3 separate regions of the Ovis aries genome follow, and regions 2 and 3 are each linked to region 1. Evidence: chromatin contacts called from public Hi-C data. All regions are on one chromosome and are shown on one strand. The core of a region is the stretch at or near the end of the contact, and the rest is flanking DNA. Distances in the headings are between cores, read along the strand shown. Region 1 holds the start of STK11 (serine/threonine kinase 11). Region 2 holds the start of ARID3A (AT-rich interaction domain 3A). Region 3 holds the start of WDR18 (WD repeat domain 18).

Region 1 (4,905 bases), core at 1,206-3,705:
CACCCACTGTCCCCTGGCCTGTCTCACCCAGGACACTAGTGGCCCCTGCCTAACCCTCACCACGCAGGTGGCAGATGGGCACAGAGAACTGGCTGGGCTGGCCCTGGGATGCCTGGTCCTGCCGTTGCTGGGGGTCCGTGGCTGGGACACGGTCCGCAGCCGGTCTGGCCCCACTGCCCTGCTCTCCAGGTGTCCCACAGCAGACAGAGGCAGCTGGGCACTCACTGTCAAACTGCCCGGAGAGCAGGGGGGCTGGGAGGAGGGGTGAGAGTGATCAGGGAGCAGCACTCCCAGGACCGGCCAAGGTCACCAGCCAGTCCTGCCGCCTGGCCCATTAGATAGAGCCCTGGGCTGGGGTAGGGTGGGATCCCCAGGCAGCAGAGATAAGGAAAGGGTGCCCCCTCCCAGAACCAGCAAAAAGGACGGAGGCAGGGCTCCCACCGCCTTGGGGATGCCTATGGCCAGACAGGCGCGGGAAAAAAATCTGTGTAAAAAGTTTGTCTGGACACAAGCCGACCCCCACTTCTCAGAAGCCACCGAGCCTGCAAATCGTGGATGTGTCCTGTGGCACATCCCAGGCGAGTGAGAAAGGGCCAAGTTCGCCCCTGCAGACTGATAAACCGGTGCAAACAATTATTTTTGGCAACCGCAGCTTCGCCCTCCAACAGGGTAAACAAATGGCGTGTTCCGGCCCTAGTAACAGCCTCACGCTAGGAGGAAACCTGCCGGCGGCAGACAGAGCCCTTTCGGAACCCAACTGCTTTTGGTTTTCCGAAGCTAAACCAACGCTGGCCGCCTCCGCCGGTTATCTGAGCCCTCCGGACAGCTAAGAGGGCACAGGGAGAGAGGGGCGCCCCCTTCCGAGGAGGGCCCCGCAGCAGCTGCGAGGGCAGGACGCCCAGCCGCAACGAGCGATCCTGACTTTACCGAAGTCCCCCAAGAGATGCCCAGGACTCTTTCTGGCTGGTCGACTCGGACGGAAGAAAGTAACCGAGAGAAGGGAAGAGGAAGGGAGGGAAGGGGGAAGAAGGGGACCGCCCTGCGGCGCGCGTCCCCACCCAGGAAGCCCGCACTTACTTCTTCACGTTGGCCTCCCCGTTGGGGATCCTCCGCAACTTCTTCTTCTTGAGGATTTTGACGGCTCTTCTGCACAATGTCTCCGAGTCCAGCACCTCCTTCACCTTGCCGTACGACCCCTCCCCCAGCAGGTCCCCCATCAGGTACTTTCCGATGAGCTTGGCCCGCTTGCGGCGGGGCTGGTAGATGACCTCGGTGGAGTCGATCCGGTGGATGAATGTGTCCATCCCCACCGACATCAGCTCGCCCTCTGTAAACATACCCAGTTGCTGCGGGTCCGCCACCTCCATCCTGAACTCCAGGCCTCCGACTCCGGCAGGCGGTCCCTTATCCCCTTTGTGAACTTCACGGGGAGCGAGCGGTTCTTCCTTTTGTTTCTCCCCACCTCCGTCCCACCTCAAAATTCCCTTCTCCAAAATATAAAGTCAACAAAATCGAAAAAATAAGAGAGGAAAAAAATAATAATAATAAAGGAAAACCCTCTTGGAAAAGAAACGATTGTACTGAACGTAAGTTCAAAAGGCGCGGCTGGTCCAGAGCCCGGGCAGGCGGGCGTGCGCAGCGTCCCAAGTTTGGGGGCCGCCCGACCTCGGAGCTTTGGGGCGGGCAGGCGCGTCCACGGGGGCCCTCGGGAGGCCGGTGGGGCTGGGAAGTGCTAGGTCATCCTCCAGGGACTTTAGACCCTCGAACGAACACGGACGCGGCCGGGCCGAGTCTTCTCCGCTCCGTCCATTACCAGCGGGCCATGGCGCGCGCCCGGGGCCCCGCGCAGGCCAGCTCTGGGGCTCCCGGAGCTGGGCAGGTGAGCTTTGCCGGGAGCAGGGCGCGCAGCTCGGGGGCGTCTCCCGCCGTCTGGGGCGCCTGAGACGCCAGCAGGTGCGTATCCTGAGCGCGCGGGGCACCTTCGTCCAGCTCGGCCGGCTCCCGCCAGCGCCGGAGCTGCCCGGGGCCCGCCGGCTGCAAAGAGTAAGGCTCGTCCGAACCAGCCGCCGCTCGGGCGCCCGCACACCGGCCCGGGACACCAAGCGACCGCGCGGGCCCGGCGGGCGCCCCGCCCCAAACGGCAGCCCTCGATCGCTCTCCGCCCGAACGCCGTCGGTCGCGGACAGTGGGGCGCGCGGGGCTCCGGGCAGCCCAGGCGGCGCAGGCCGCAGGCCCCGGACCGGGGTTCCCGGGGCTGCCGGGGCCCGGGCGGCGCGTATCGCGCCGCGGCCGCCGCGCGCGTGGAGCAGGCGGGGCGGCGCGGGGGCCCAGCCCATGCAAGGCGGCCGCTCTGCCGGCCGGCGCCCGCCGCCGCTACCGCCGCGCCCCGCCTCAGTCGCGGGCGCCCCGGGCCTCCTCCCCCTTCCGCGCCCGACACGCCGCCGCCATCTTGTTTACCTCCTCCCCCGCCCTGCGCCGCCTCTCCGCCGCACGCCCGCCGCGGGCCCGCCCCCCGCGGCGCCGACGTGCACGCCCGTTGGCCAAACCTACCAGCACCGCCCCCACAGCGAACCCTACCGCCACCGCCCATTGGGCCATTTGGACCCGGGCGGGCCCCGGAGCGGGGATTGGTTCTCGTTCGGCCCCGTCCCAGGGGTGGTTACTGCTCGCTCATTGGCCCGCGGAGACGCCCGTCAAGTGGAGGGGGCGGGAAGCAGGCGCTGGGAGGTGAGGCTGTGGCGTTGACCTGGGAGGGGTTGAAGGCTGGGGTTGGAGTTCGCAAAGGCCGAGGGTCACCTCGGAACCGGGAGTCGGGGCAGCGCAGCCCTCGCTGGCCCGGATGCGGCTAACAGATGCTGGTGGGCGCCTGCTAGGGCCTGTCCCCCGAAATCTCGTTTGAAGCGAGGTCAAGGGTCAAAAAGTAGCCGAAAGTGGCCAATTGAAGGCAGAAAGCCTTTATTAAGCGTTTCTCAGGCCAGACGGGGCGAGAAGTGCGTTGGACCGTCTCTACCCTAAAGAATCTCACGGGGCATAGTGCCAGCAAAGTGCTTTGGATGAAAAATACAGAGATGGTAAAATACTAGGGCTTGATGAAATTGAAAATTCCTCCGGGCCTGTGGGGTTTTTCTACCTGTCTGTTTTTTATCACTTTTTATTTTGCCAGAACAAACTGCTTGTCTGACACCATCAGATTTGGGCTCCAGGCTGCGAGTTTTGAGCCTGACACCTGTGGACTGCCTAAATCTATGCGTGAAATTGAGTGTGTCCTTGTGTGTGTTCTTGGGGACATCTAGGACTTTCATCAGATTCTCAAAAGACCCACAGAAAGCGGATTGCTGTGGCTTTGGGGGCGGGGGGACCACAAATCACACCAACATACAAGCCAGCCCTAATCAAAACATGTAGATTAGCCCCAAATTCCTTTTCCTTAATCATAAACAGCAGAGCAGAAACCAATGAAACAGAATAGACAAAAAAAAAACACAAGGAAAACTGATGAAGCCAAAAGACTGTTCATTGAAAGGATCAAAACAACTGTTAAAACTGTCCAGACTAACCAAGAAAACTAGGTGACCTAAAAGGATTAGATATAGGAACAACTCTATGCCCAAAATTCAATAGGAAATAGACCAACACCTGAAAAGTCACTAAAATGAAAACTCAATGAAGAAGAAACAGATAATCTGCATAGTCTTATATCTATTAGAGAAATTAAATCTGTAGGGAAAAAACCTTTCAACAAAGGCAATTAAGGCCCAGATGTTTTCATTCATGAATTTTCATCAAACATTTTAGGAAGGACTTCTTGCTGGTCCAGTGGTTAATTGAGAATCTGCCTGCTAATACAGGAGACACCAGTTCAATCTCTGGTCCAGGAAGATTCCACATGCATCAGGGCAGCTTACCCCCTGAGCCACAAGAACTGAGCCAGCACTTTAGAGCCTCTGCTCTGCAATATGGGAAGCCCCTGACAATGAGTAGCCCCGACTCTGATGCAACTAGAGAAAGCCCATGAACAACAATGAAGACCCAGGGCACCCCCCAAAATTTTTTAAAAAAAATTTTAAGAAGAAATAACATTGGTTCTAAACAATCTTGCAGAAAATGAAGAAGAGGCAACACTGCCCAAGTCAAATTCCCTTTGGTATTTTCTATGTTTTTAACTGCTGACTTATGCCCAACTTTCTTAGAATCTGGGGGTATTTGATAATCTTGGCATCCCACTCTCCTTCACTCCACCCCTCTCCTGATGTGCAGGACACATGGAAGGACATAGGAAATGTTTGGTGACCATTGCAGAAAGAGAACATGAAGGTGAAATCTTGGCTCAGATGTGACCTCCAAGAAGTCCTCCTGGTCATTCCCTCGAATGTAGCCCCTTTCAAGTTTAGTTTTCTTCTTAACACTTGTCATCAGCAGAAATTATCTTATTTATATATTTCTTTTCCCATATTTCTTTAGTCTCTGGAACTGCACTGGGAGCTCTCTGGGGCTGAGGCTGGATATGTCTTGGCCACTGCTGTGTCCTCAGCAATTTGAGCTATGTCATTCAGTACAACAGCCACTGGCCACATGTGTCTGTTAATCTCTTGTAATGTGGCTGCTGGAATTGAAATGTGCTGTGAGTGTAATACACACTGATATATATATAAAAAAATGTATTTATTTTTTACTGCACTGGATCTTTGTTGCTATGCTCGGGCTTTCTCTAATTGTGAGTGGAGGCAACTCTTTGTTGTGGTGTGTGCACTTCTCACTGCAGTGGCTTCTCTTACTGCAGAGCACGGGCTCTAGAGTATAGGTTCAGTAGTTGTGGTGCATGGGTTTAGCTGCTTCTTGGCATATGGGATCTTCCCTGACCAGAGACTGAACTGGTGTCCTTGCATTGCAAGGCAGACTCTTAAC
Region 2 (4,905 bases), core at 1,721-4,220, 190 kb after region 1:
TGTTTCACAGATGGAGAAAATAGGCTTAAGTTGTCCTGCTGGAGGGCACACAGCAGGTTCCAGGCAAGACTGGGGATCGAATCCAGAATGCAGGTCTAGGGGAACCCTGGGCCTCCCAATAGCCCCCACATGCTCTCTGGTGGCTTCCCTGCCCTTTGGGTCCCCAAGTGGGGCCCAGGGCCCAGAACACAGCCCACTCTGCCCCGTCCCCCTCCCCAAGCCTGGGTTCCCTTTGGATCACTGCCAATCTGCTCTTCCAGGGCCTTGGGTGGACTCCAGGCATAGATGTCCCAGAGCCACCACCAAAGATAGGAGGATATAGCCCCCTATCTGCATCCCAGCACCCCCCAGCCCAGGCCACACCCCCATCCACCCAGGCCTCCAATAAAATAGACCAGGCAGAACTCAACAGGCCTGGCAGAGATACCCCAGATGGTACATCACTGAGACGCTGGTGGGAGAGGGGGTGGACAGGAGGGTCCAGGAGCCACTCCAGCTGGCCAGTGACCCCCACAGGCTTCTGAGCATCTCCTCAGGCAGAAGGGGCCAGTGGGCAGGGGCTCCTGGTTAACAGCAGACATGGGCCACCAGGCTGGCTGGTCTCCCAGCCCCTCCTGTGACCTGCTAAGAGAAGCCTGACCCCTCCCCCAGGGGAGTCTTATAGTAGAGACCCTCGCAGCCTCCCCAGTCACAGGAGGGGGCCCCTCCCCAGTGATAGGGTTCCCAGCAGGACGGGTGAAAGGGCAGTGGGGGTGCAAGTGGGGGCCCCCAGGAAAGTGGGGAGGGACCCATCCCCAAAGGGCCTCAGTACTCTGCAGGGGCAGGGGTCCCAGGGCACAAAGACCCTCTCAGAGGCCATACTGCCAGAGAGTGACCAGCACAGCCTGCCCTTAGAGGCAGCAGAAGAGCACCCAGCCCCCACCCCCGGGGATGGGCGGTCACCCGTCCCCCCACAGCCCCAAGAAGTGCTGAGGGGACATTTCTCACCCAGTGTCTAGTCTGGTCTGCTGCCCCTCCCCCACCATTGACAACTTCCAAGATGAGCCCCCCTTCCCCACGGAAACGCTCTGGGCATCGCCCCCTCCCTTTGGGGGGGCAGAAGGAAGAGGCCAAAGGAAGCCACTCCCCCCCAAGCCACCACCCCCAGGCCTGCTGGGTTTAATGACCCTTCCGGGTCCACGGGTGGGGGAGGGGAGCAGTGCAGGACTCCACGTAAGGGCTGGTGGAGGGGGCAGGTGGGAACCCCAAAGCCCCTCTAGGCCTGGGCCTGGCCACCCCCACCACCGTGGCTGCCATTAACCCTAGGCTGAGGACGCCCACCCCTCCAGACCCCTCCCCGCAAGAGCCCTTTGTCCTTGGCCCTACCCCCACTTTATGACAACCCCAGGGGAGAGGCATTCCCAGGCAGGGACCGGGCTGGGATGGGAGGGGGCTGCTGGGGGGTCGCTGGGACCTGGCTGAGGGGGGCGGCAAGGAGGGATCTGAGGCCACACCCTCTCCCCCCTCCCAGGCCTCCCGGAGAGAGGTCACCAGCTCGGCCCAGGGCTTGCAAAACATGGTTATTTAAAGAGTTGTGCAAGGCTGGGCCCCGCGGGTGGCGAAAGGGGGCCCTCACTTCATGAGGGGAAAGGAGGGGGAGGGCGGGGCAGAAAGGTGGGGAGGGGGCTAGGAGAGTCCGGAGGGGGTGGCCCGGAGGAAGTGAGAAAAGAAACACTGAAGAGGGAGAAGAAATTAGACGACAGAAACCCAAGTCCGATTTCAAAGGCTTCTTGGAAAGCGACCGATTTGCATGGTGGTGGGGCGGGGGGGCAAACCCTGCGGGCCGGGCGACTGAAAACGGAAGATTATTGACAAACCGGCCACCCCGGGTCCGCGGAACGTTGGAATTGACCAACGCGCTCTCCCCGCGCTTCCTGCGCCCGCTTTTGTATGTGGGGGGTACTTAAAGAGGGAGGGGGCTTTTCCAGAGGATCCCCGCCAAAGATTTAGGGCTCGGGCAGAGCCTCCCCCCCTCCCCGGCCAGGGGCCCCTTTCTGCCCCAGAGCCGACACTTTATAAATAAACCATCCAGGCTGAGGAGGGTCACCAGAGAACTGCCCTCCCGACCCAGCGCGCCCACTCCCCTCGAAGCTCCAGAATAAAACACGGATTCCAGCGGCAATAAATGAAATAACCCAGACCATAGCCCCCCGCGCGCGCGCCTAAAGACCATTTCCTTCCGCTGGAGGGGGGGGACACACACACTCCCGACCCCCGGTCACTCCCGCACCCGCGCAATATGGTAGGGGGTGAGGGCTCCGAGGGCGTCGAAGAGAAAATCGCCCCAACTCCGACCCACTCGGGTAGCCTTTCCGCACCCACGTTCCTGACCAACTTTGAGGGAGCCCCCCCTCATTATCTTCCAGGGCGCGCGACGCCCACCCGGGACGAAACCCTCGTTTTAAAAGGCCGGCCCACCTACTACCCCAGCCTCACCGCGCGGGGCCCGCTCGGGGGGCGCAGGGCCCGCTCGGGGGGCGCATGCCCCACGCCTGGCGTCCGGCCCTGCCCCGGCCGCGCCTGGCCTCCGGCCCGGGCCGCGAGCTGCGCGCTGCTGGCTCCCGGCCACCGCCGGGTTTGTGCCGCGCGCCGACTCACCGAGTCGCCTGCCGAGTCCGCGTCTACACCCCCCACCGACCCGATTGGTAAAAGTCTCCCCGCGCGCGGCCTCCCCCGCCCCTCCCCTCCCCCCCACCGGCGCGCTCACCGCCCCGCAGACAAATCACCGGGTGACAAATCGCTCTCAGATGCAAATACCTCGCCGGTGATTCAGCGCCGCGGCCCGGAACGTGGGGAGGGCTCTCCTAAGGCCCCCTCCCCCTTCCCAGACACCCCCTCGCCCCCCGCGCTTGGTCCGAAGACGCTCCAAGAGCCCAGGGGTGTTAGGAAAGGGGACAGAGTGGACGGAAATTTTCAAGTCGCGGCCCCTTTAAATGATAATAAATAATAAAAGGGAAGGGGAACAGGGACGCGGTATGCCCCGCCCCTATCTAGGGACGGTCGGTAATGTGCTCTCCGCGGGCCAGAGTGTACAGGACACCGAGGGGGCAGAAAGGGCTGGAAGCAACCCAGGGGAAGAGGGAGGGGAGAAAGTTGGGGCTCCGCATGGATGGGGTTAGGGCACAGGAGCTCGGTCCGGGACCTCTACCTATTGTAACGACCGCCGAGGATATACCTACTCGGCTCGGAGTTTCGCCTCTGTCCCTTGGACTAAGCAACTAGCGCTAAAGACTTCACCCCCAGGAGTGGTGCCTCGGTTTCCAAGTCTGTAAAGTGGGGATTAGAGACTTGATAAACAAAGGGTTTGCGGTGACAGGAAAAGAGAGCAGTGCTGGGTCGGTGGGAGGGGGCCAGGGCTCTGCGATGAGGGCGCTGCATGGTGGAAGGGGGTCTGGGAGAGGGAGAGGCTGCCAGCCGTGGGCACGGCACTAGCAAAGCCGAGGGATGCCATCCAGGAGTCCAGGATTCCTGGGAGGGCTCATCGCTAAGTCCTGATGACCCCTACCCTCCCCACACCCCACCCCCTATAGCCCCCTCCTCTTGGAAACCTGACTGCCCACACCTTCTAGAAGGAGAGACAAGGTTTTCTTGTGGGTAATCATAATTCAATAATAATTTCCATCTTCTGAGCAGCGCTCAGCCACACGGCCATGTGCCCAACGCATGAAGTTCACATTTTTGTGCAAACGTCTGTCCCCATTTCAGACAGCAGGAGAAACTGAGGCCAGAGTAGGTTGGGGTAAGGTGGGGCTTGGGGGTGTGAGCCCCTGAGGCCTCCCCTGGGAGCTAATCGCAGGGTCCCAGGCTCCAGCCCAGATAAGAGCAAAGTGAGAGCATGGAGGGCAGGCAGGGGCCACCCAGAGGGCCCCTATGGGGAGGGACTGGAGTCCCTGATCTTGAGTTGTGGTTGGGATGAGGGGGTTGTGTGTGCAGCCCCTCCAGTACAACAGACAGCATTGCCATCTTCTGAGGGTCCTACCCCTACTCAACATCACCCACCCCCATTGAGGCCCGTCTCTCTGGGGGATTCCCAAACCCAGGGGACAGTGCAAGGGAGCCACCCCCATCCGTGATGGGTGGTCAGAGGCAGAGTTCTGCCTGCTCCTTTCCGGAACCCAGCCTCCCAGCCCCCCGGGCCATTATAGCCTACTAACAGGTGACAGGGAGGCCTCCACCTTGAAGCTATTAAACAGCCACCCCCCAGCTGCCTACCTCACCACCCCTGCCACCAGAGGGGCAAAACTGCCCTGCCCCAGGAGAGAGGAAAGTTTGGAGACCCAGGTGAGCTGGGGGAGGAAAGCTATCCTTTAAGGACCAGGCCCCAGGTCAGTTCCAAAGTGCAGGAAAGCACCCCCTCCACCAAAGAGCCAAACGTCAGGATGCAAGCCCTGCCTTACCGGGCACGGGAGGATGAGCCTCACTGTGCCTGTTTCCCCTCTCTAAAATGGGTCAATTTACATTCACTCCTTCAGTGCCTGGAGAATCCCATGGACTGAGAAGCCTAGTAGGTTACAGTCCACGGAGTTGCAAAGAGTCGGATACGACTGAGCGACTTCACCTTCAGTGGTTTTGAGGATCTCATTCCCCTCTGGTCAAAGGGAAGGGGGCAGGGAGGGGAGTCTCCTGGGGGGCAGGAGGGGTGCCGCCTAGCCCCCCACTGCATAGCCGGGGGCAACTTCCCAGAGGAGCCTGGCCCAGCAGGGTAAGGGGCTGCAAGATTCCCAGCTGCCTTTAGTGAAGGGGGTCCTATTTTTAGCCCAGGGAGCTAGCTGGGAATTGACCCCAGTTTTGCTGGTTCCTCCAGGGATAGGCAGCAGGTATGGGCTGCACCTTGGTCCTGGCTGTGTGATTTTAGGTTAGCCTGGA
Region 3 (4,905 bases), core at 1,175-3,674, 150 kb after region 1:
AGAAGGTTCCCTGTGGACACCTGGGAGGACAGGCACTGGCTTGGTGGGGAGCCTGCGGGGAGAGCCTACCCCCATGGCCCCTGCACCAGGGCTTCGCAGCTCCTGTGACAAGCCGGTCACAGCTGCAAGCGACTGCCTTCTGAGCGAAGGGGTGGCACTGGTCACAACCGCAAGTGACCACCTTCTGATGTGGGGGTGGGGCTCTTGCTGGGAACCATGGGGGAGCTTGGGCTGCAGGAGAGGAGGCCCTTGGTGGCAGGGACACCAGGGAAGGGCTGGGCAGGGGTGAGAGGGCAGTGAAGCTGCGGTAGGATGAACTTCATCACCCAGATAAACGTGTCCACACCCCAACCTCCAAAACCTGTGACCTCACTTGAATATAGTCTTTGGAAATACAATCCATTTAGATAAGTGACAGGGGAGTGAGGTGACCACTGTCTCTGTGAGGACACCTGGACAAAGACACCCAGGCACTCATCCGCAGAGGGGAGGGGAGAAGGTCCACAGAGTACAGGAGTCAGAGCCCAAGCCAGAGTGGCCCTGTGGGGCGCCCCCTTGTGGTCATGATGCACGCTGGCCAGGAATTCTCCTAGAGGGTGGGTCCTCTAGGCCAGGCAGCCTCCACCTGCAGGGGAGATGGACCCCAGACTGTTCCCCCATCAAGAAGGGCCAACCACTGGCGAGCCACTGGAGCCGTCTAATGATGGTGAACCAGCTGCTAAAATCTGCCCACACTCCCTGCACTGGCCTGACCACAGCAGAGGAGGATGTCTACCAAAGGGTGAGTGCCTCAGTTTCTCTCCCTGCACTTGGGCAAGGCTTCCTAGTTTCAGAATCGCAAAGTGAGGTTTAAGAGCTGGAAGTGAGACTGCCAGCTCCCTCTCCTCTCTGCAACTGGTTGCCGGGCAGGGGTCAGGAAAGGCTTTGTCCTGGGACCTTGGACACTGCACTATGCGCAGGAAGGGAGGTGAGTGTCCCCCCAAACACAACAGCCTGTCAGTGACAAACCGTTCAGTGGTCTGACCAGCAGCCCACCAACAGGCTGAGCTCACCCTCGTGTTTCTGAGTCCCTGGGCTCACCTCCCACAGGTATATGTTCTCTGAGATCCCTGCCAGAACGTAGAGGCCATTGGGCGATGTGGTGAGGCAGGTGACTGGTCCTGGGCACATGATCTTCTGCTGAAGCTGGTCCTAGAGACAGAACAGGCCTCTGAGTTTCATCGGGGAGGAAGCTAGGGAATGGGCAGGAGACAGCTGGTAAGTCCAGGAGTAGAAAGAAGGTGGGGGTGGGGAGGGAAGCGGGGGATGGGATACTCTGAGCAAATCCATGGTTCAGCAAAGAGGGATCTACTTCAATTGATGCTATGCATTGTGGGGGTGGAGGCCTGTGGAATCTCCTTCAAAGCAAGACAGCACCTCTCTGGACTGGGGGTCAGAGGGACACCCGGGTGTTCGGGTGGAGAAGGCACAGAGGGTCCAGGAGGAGCCAAAGGCCACTCAGCTTTTGCCCTAGTCCTGAATCCCCACTAAAGTGTCGCCTGGGACCTTGAGCCTGGGTTTCCAGATCTTTAAAATGGAACTTCTCCTCAAGTGTGTGTGTGGACCACACCAGGAAAAGCCAGAACACAGAACCCATCCAAAGAGATGTTAGCTGGCAAAAGCAGGCAGCAAGCAACGTCAAGGGCTGTATTTTTAAGTTTCTCTAATCATGGGCCCTAATGGCCAAAGGTGGCGTCTCTGAGAACGATAAGTGCACTAGGCTCCTGAGTCACCCTTCAGCGGGCTCCCTCATGCCTCGGACCTTCAGCCTCCAAGCTCAGGATACCGACGGAACCCTTAGTGCAAATACTTTTCAACTAAATTTCTCGCCTAACCCGCTCGCTCCCGCGCAGGGCCCCCAAGGGACCCACCCCCGGCGCTCCTTGTGCGCGTGCGCACCGCTACAACCCCACCCCCACCCCGAAGCAGCTGTCCACCTTCAGCTCGGCGTGTGCGCGCAGCGCCCTAGCCGCTCGCAATCACTACGAGCGCGCGACTCCCTACCTTCCCCCAAAAGACCCAGGCCCGCGCGTGCGCAAAACACCTTAACGGGACTACCCACTCCTACCCCGGCTCAAGGTCCATGTAGCCTCCACCGCCCTTTCCCCCGACCCCTGAGCGCAGCGCAGCTCGCCAACGGCGCCCAGGAGCACGCCGCCGCACCTTCCTCTGCAGCTCCCAGGCGCAGATGTAGTTCTTGCCCAGCTGTGCGGCCAGCAGGTACTCGCCATTGAGTAGCGCCAAGCCGCGGGGCCCTGCCTGGCCTCCGCGGTACGTGAGCAAGTTGGCGCCAGAGTGCAGCTCCCACACAACGCAGCTCCATAACTGGGCCGCCGAGTCCGTACACACGGCTACCTCCATGGGCGCCGCCATCTTGCCTTCTCCACCGCCCCGGACGTGCGTCATCATCAGCGAGACGCGGGCGACTGCGCCGTGCCGGCTAGAGCGGCGCACAGGTTGCCCGGCTCACCGCGGCCGGCTGCCCTGCGCGTGCGCACACGCCTTGGGCGCGGGCAGGTGGCTTGGGGGGCTGTCCTATGAACCAGGCTGAGTTATCTTCCGGCTCCGCGAAAAATAAGGGGTGCACCGCCTGGTTAGAGCTCTTAGAAGGATACTTCTTCCAAAAATAGATGGCGAAACCAAGGCCTAGAGTCTCCTGAGAGCAGTTAGTAGCTTCAGAGCCTGGAGGTCTGGCTTGGCCGTTTGCACTGGCCACTTTTGGCCAAGCACGCAACTTCGCAGATTACTCTTCTTCTTCTAATTGTGCAAATACTGAGTACCGACCTCACAGGATCGAGACATTGCACGTAAAACAGGCTACGCTCCTAACATAACAGGTAGTGATAGTCGTGTCCGACTCTCTGCGACCCCATGGGCTGTAGACCACCAGGTTCCTCTTTCCATGGGATTTCCCCGGCAAGAATACTGGAGTGGGTTGCCATTCCCTCCTCCAGGGGATCTTCCAGACCCGGGGGTCGAACCTATGTCTCCTGCATTGCGGACAGATTCTTTGCCGGCTAAGCCACCAGGGAAACCCCAACAAAACATGTAGCTGGCGTTCAAAACATAGCCAGTTAGATGTGTGTTCGTGGACCTACGGTCCACCTCCCCCTGGACCTCGCTTCTTAGGGGGCCACAAAACCCACATTTTAATTTCAGCAACTTTGTGCAGGTGGAACAAATCGTGAAGTCTAGGGAGCACTGAACCTCGCGTCAGAGCTGCCGGCTGCAGGCTGTGTCCGCAAACAGTACATTTAAAATAGGGAATTAGTTGCCAACCTTTGAAAAGGGAGAATTCGCTCAAAAGTCGTAGTCTCATGCCTGTCCTGGGCGGTGTACCCAGAAGCAATATGGGGACTGGGTGCTGTGTATGTTCCCCAACCCCGCCGCGCGATCTAGGAGGAGAGGATGGGCAGGAGAGGGGAGGAGGGGGCCTTCCTGGAGAACAGGCGGCGCCGGAGCCGGGGACTCCGCAGGCCCAGGGCCGGCCGCCAGGTGGCAGTCTCGAGCCACTCACCGAGATGCCGGAGGGAGTTGATCCAAGCCCGGGAGGCCAACAGCAACAAGCAGCAACCAAGGGGCGAGGGGCGGGGGGGGGGGGGGGGGGGGGGGGGGGGGGGCGGGCGTCAGGGGATGTCAGGGGGTACCGGCCTGATCGGTCGGAAGGGCTTCCCTGAACAGGTGTCCTGAAGGAAAGAGGGACAGACGCGAGAACAACGGCCCTGAGGCTGACCGTGGAGGGGGGAGCTGGACATGGGGACCTGAGTTTTATTTTATCCTAGGGAAGTTGGGGGGAGGGGTGTGGAATGTGAAACTGAAGGACTTCTGTAAATTGGAGAGAGGTGAGTGTCCAAATCTCCAGAAGCTTCCAAAAGGGGAAACTGAGGCAAGTACTACCTAGTCTGAAGATGAATTGGAGCTAGAACCCCGGTTCCTCAAACTTTTTTTGTTCTTAATGTGAATAAGAAAAATGAAACACCTTGAATGGTTATTTACATTTTCCGGATACCGGTTTCCCCAAACCACATCTTTCTTTGAATCTTGGGCATTCTGTGGAACCCCAGTTGAGAACGGTGACACCGTGCAGCTCCCAGGGGTGGGCCAAGATGGCCTTTTTCCAACCACCAACTCAGGGCTTGAACCCGGTCCTCCTGAGCAGAGGGGCAAGTCACTGCCCAGCTCTGGGCCTCAGTTTCCCCAGGGGCCAGTCGGGAATGCTGACTTGAACTCTGGGTCTGCGTGCTCCTCTAGGGAGGTCTCCCCTGGCTAAGTTCGCAAGCACCGGGGTTCCAGGAGGAAAAGTGGGCCCTGCAGGTGCGGGTCGCAGGGGGACCCGTTACAAACAGAAGTCGAAGACGTGGAAGCCAGGGCATGGGCAGGCCAGGGCTCCGCTGGAGGGCAGGCAGCTGCGGTGCAGTCCCGGGCCCACTCCCTCCCCTCCTTCCCCTCCTTCCCTTTCCCCTCCTCCCCTCCCGGGGGACCCAGCTCAGCTGGGCTGATGTGTGAGGTCAGAGGTCACCCCACCCCCAGCCTGGTTCCGGAATGAGGACAGACCAGTTGTGTCAGAAGGCCAGGACAAAAGCCACACTTTGGGGGCCTCTCGGACCACCCAGTCGCCAGACCTCCTTGGTGCCAGCCTGGCGCCCCGTCGCAGATCCACTAACACTCCTAGGCCTGAGGACGTAAGGGTAGGGGCGGGGCAGAACAGGGAAACCGAGGCACAGCGGTCTGCAGAACCGCTCTGGGTCTAAGCCCCCCAACCGCGTTCTTTATTCCCTACTCGGGTATTGAGCGCCTTCTGTTTTGCAGGCTGAGGGTACACACTGCCCGGTCTCCCGCCCTCCCCACCTCTAGCCGGAGCCCGGG

What was found. A called contact is a pair of places that touch in the nucleus more often than the background predicts.
Region 2: a Hi-C map of blood shows a contact between it and region 1, with 2.0 times the contacts expected there. The contact joins the promoter of ARID3A here to the promoter of STK11 in region 1. A contact is called at or near these places in 5 of 16 Hi-C or Micro-C datasets (blood, hypothalamus, omental adipose tissue and 1 more).
Region 3: a Hi-C map of hypothalamus shows a contact between it and region 1, with 5 times the contacts expected there. The contact joins the promoter of WDR18 here to the promoter of STK11 in region 1. A contact is called at or near these places in 10 of 16 Hi-C or Micro-C datasets (blood, hypothalamus, mesenteric adipose tissue and 4 more).

Annotation. Positions count from the first base shown.
Region 1 is chr5:41,328,278-41,333,182 of ARS-UI_Ramb_v3.0, reverse strand. STK11 (serine/threonine kinase 11) reads right to left here and starts at 2,455. Exons shown (of 10, transcript XM_027970177.2): 1 at 1,078-2,455. The coding sequence starts at 1,367.
Region 2 is chr5:41,139,938-41,144,842 of ARS-UI_Ramb_v3.0, reverse strand. It overlaps ARID3A (AT-rich interaction domain 3A), which reads right to left and starts at 2,970. Exons shown (of 9, transcript XM_060416438.1): 1 at 2,766-2,970.
Region 3 is chr5:41,178,444-41,183,348 of ARS-UI_Ramb_v3.0, reverse strand. WDR18 (WD repeat domain 18) reads right to left here and starts at 2,424. Exons shown (of 9, transcript XM_027970151.3): 1 at 2,203-2,424; 2 at 1,081-1,191; 3 at 1-20. The coding sequence starts at 2,362.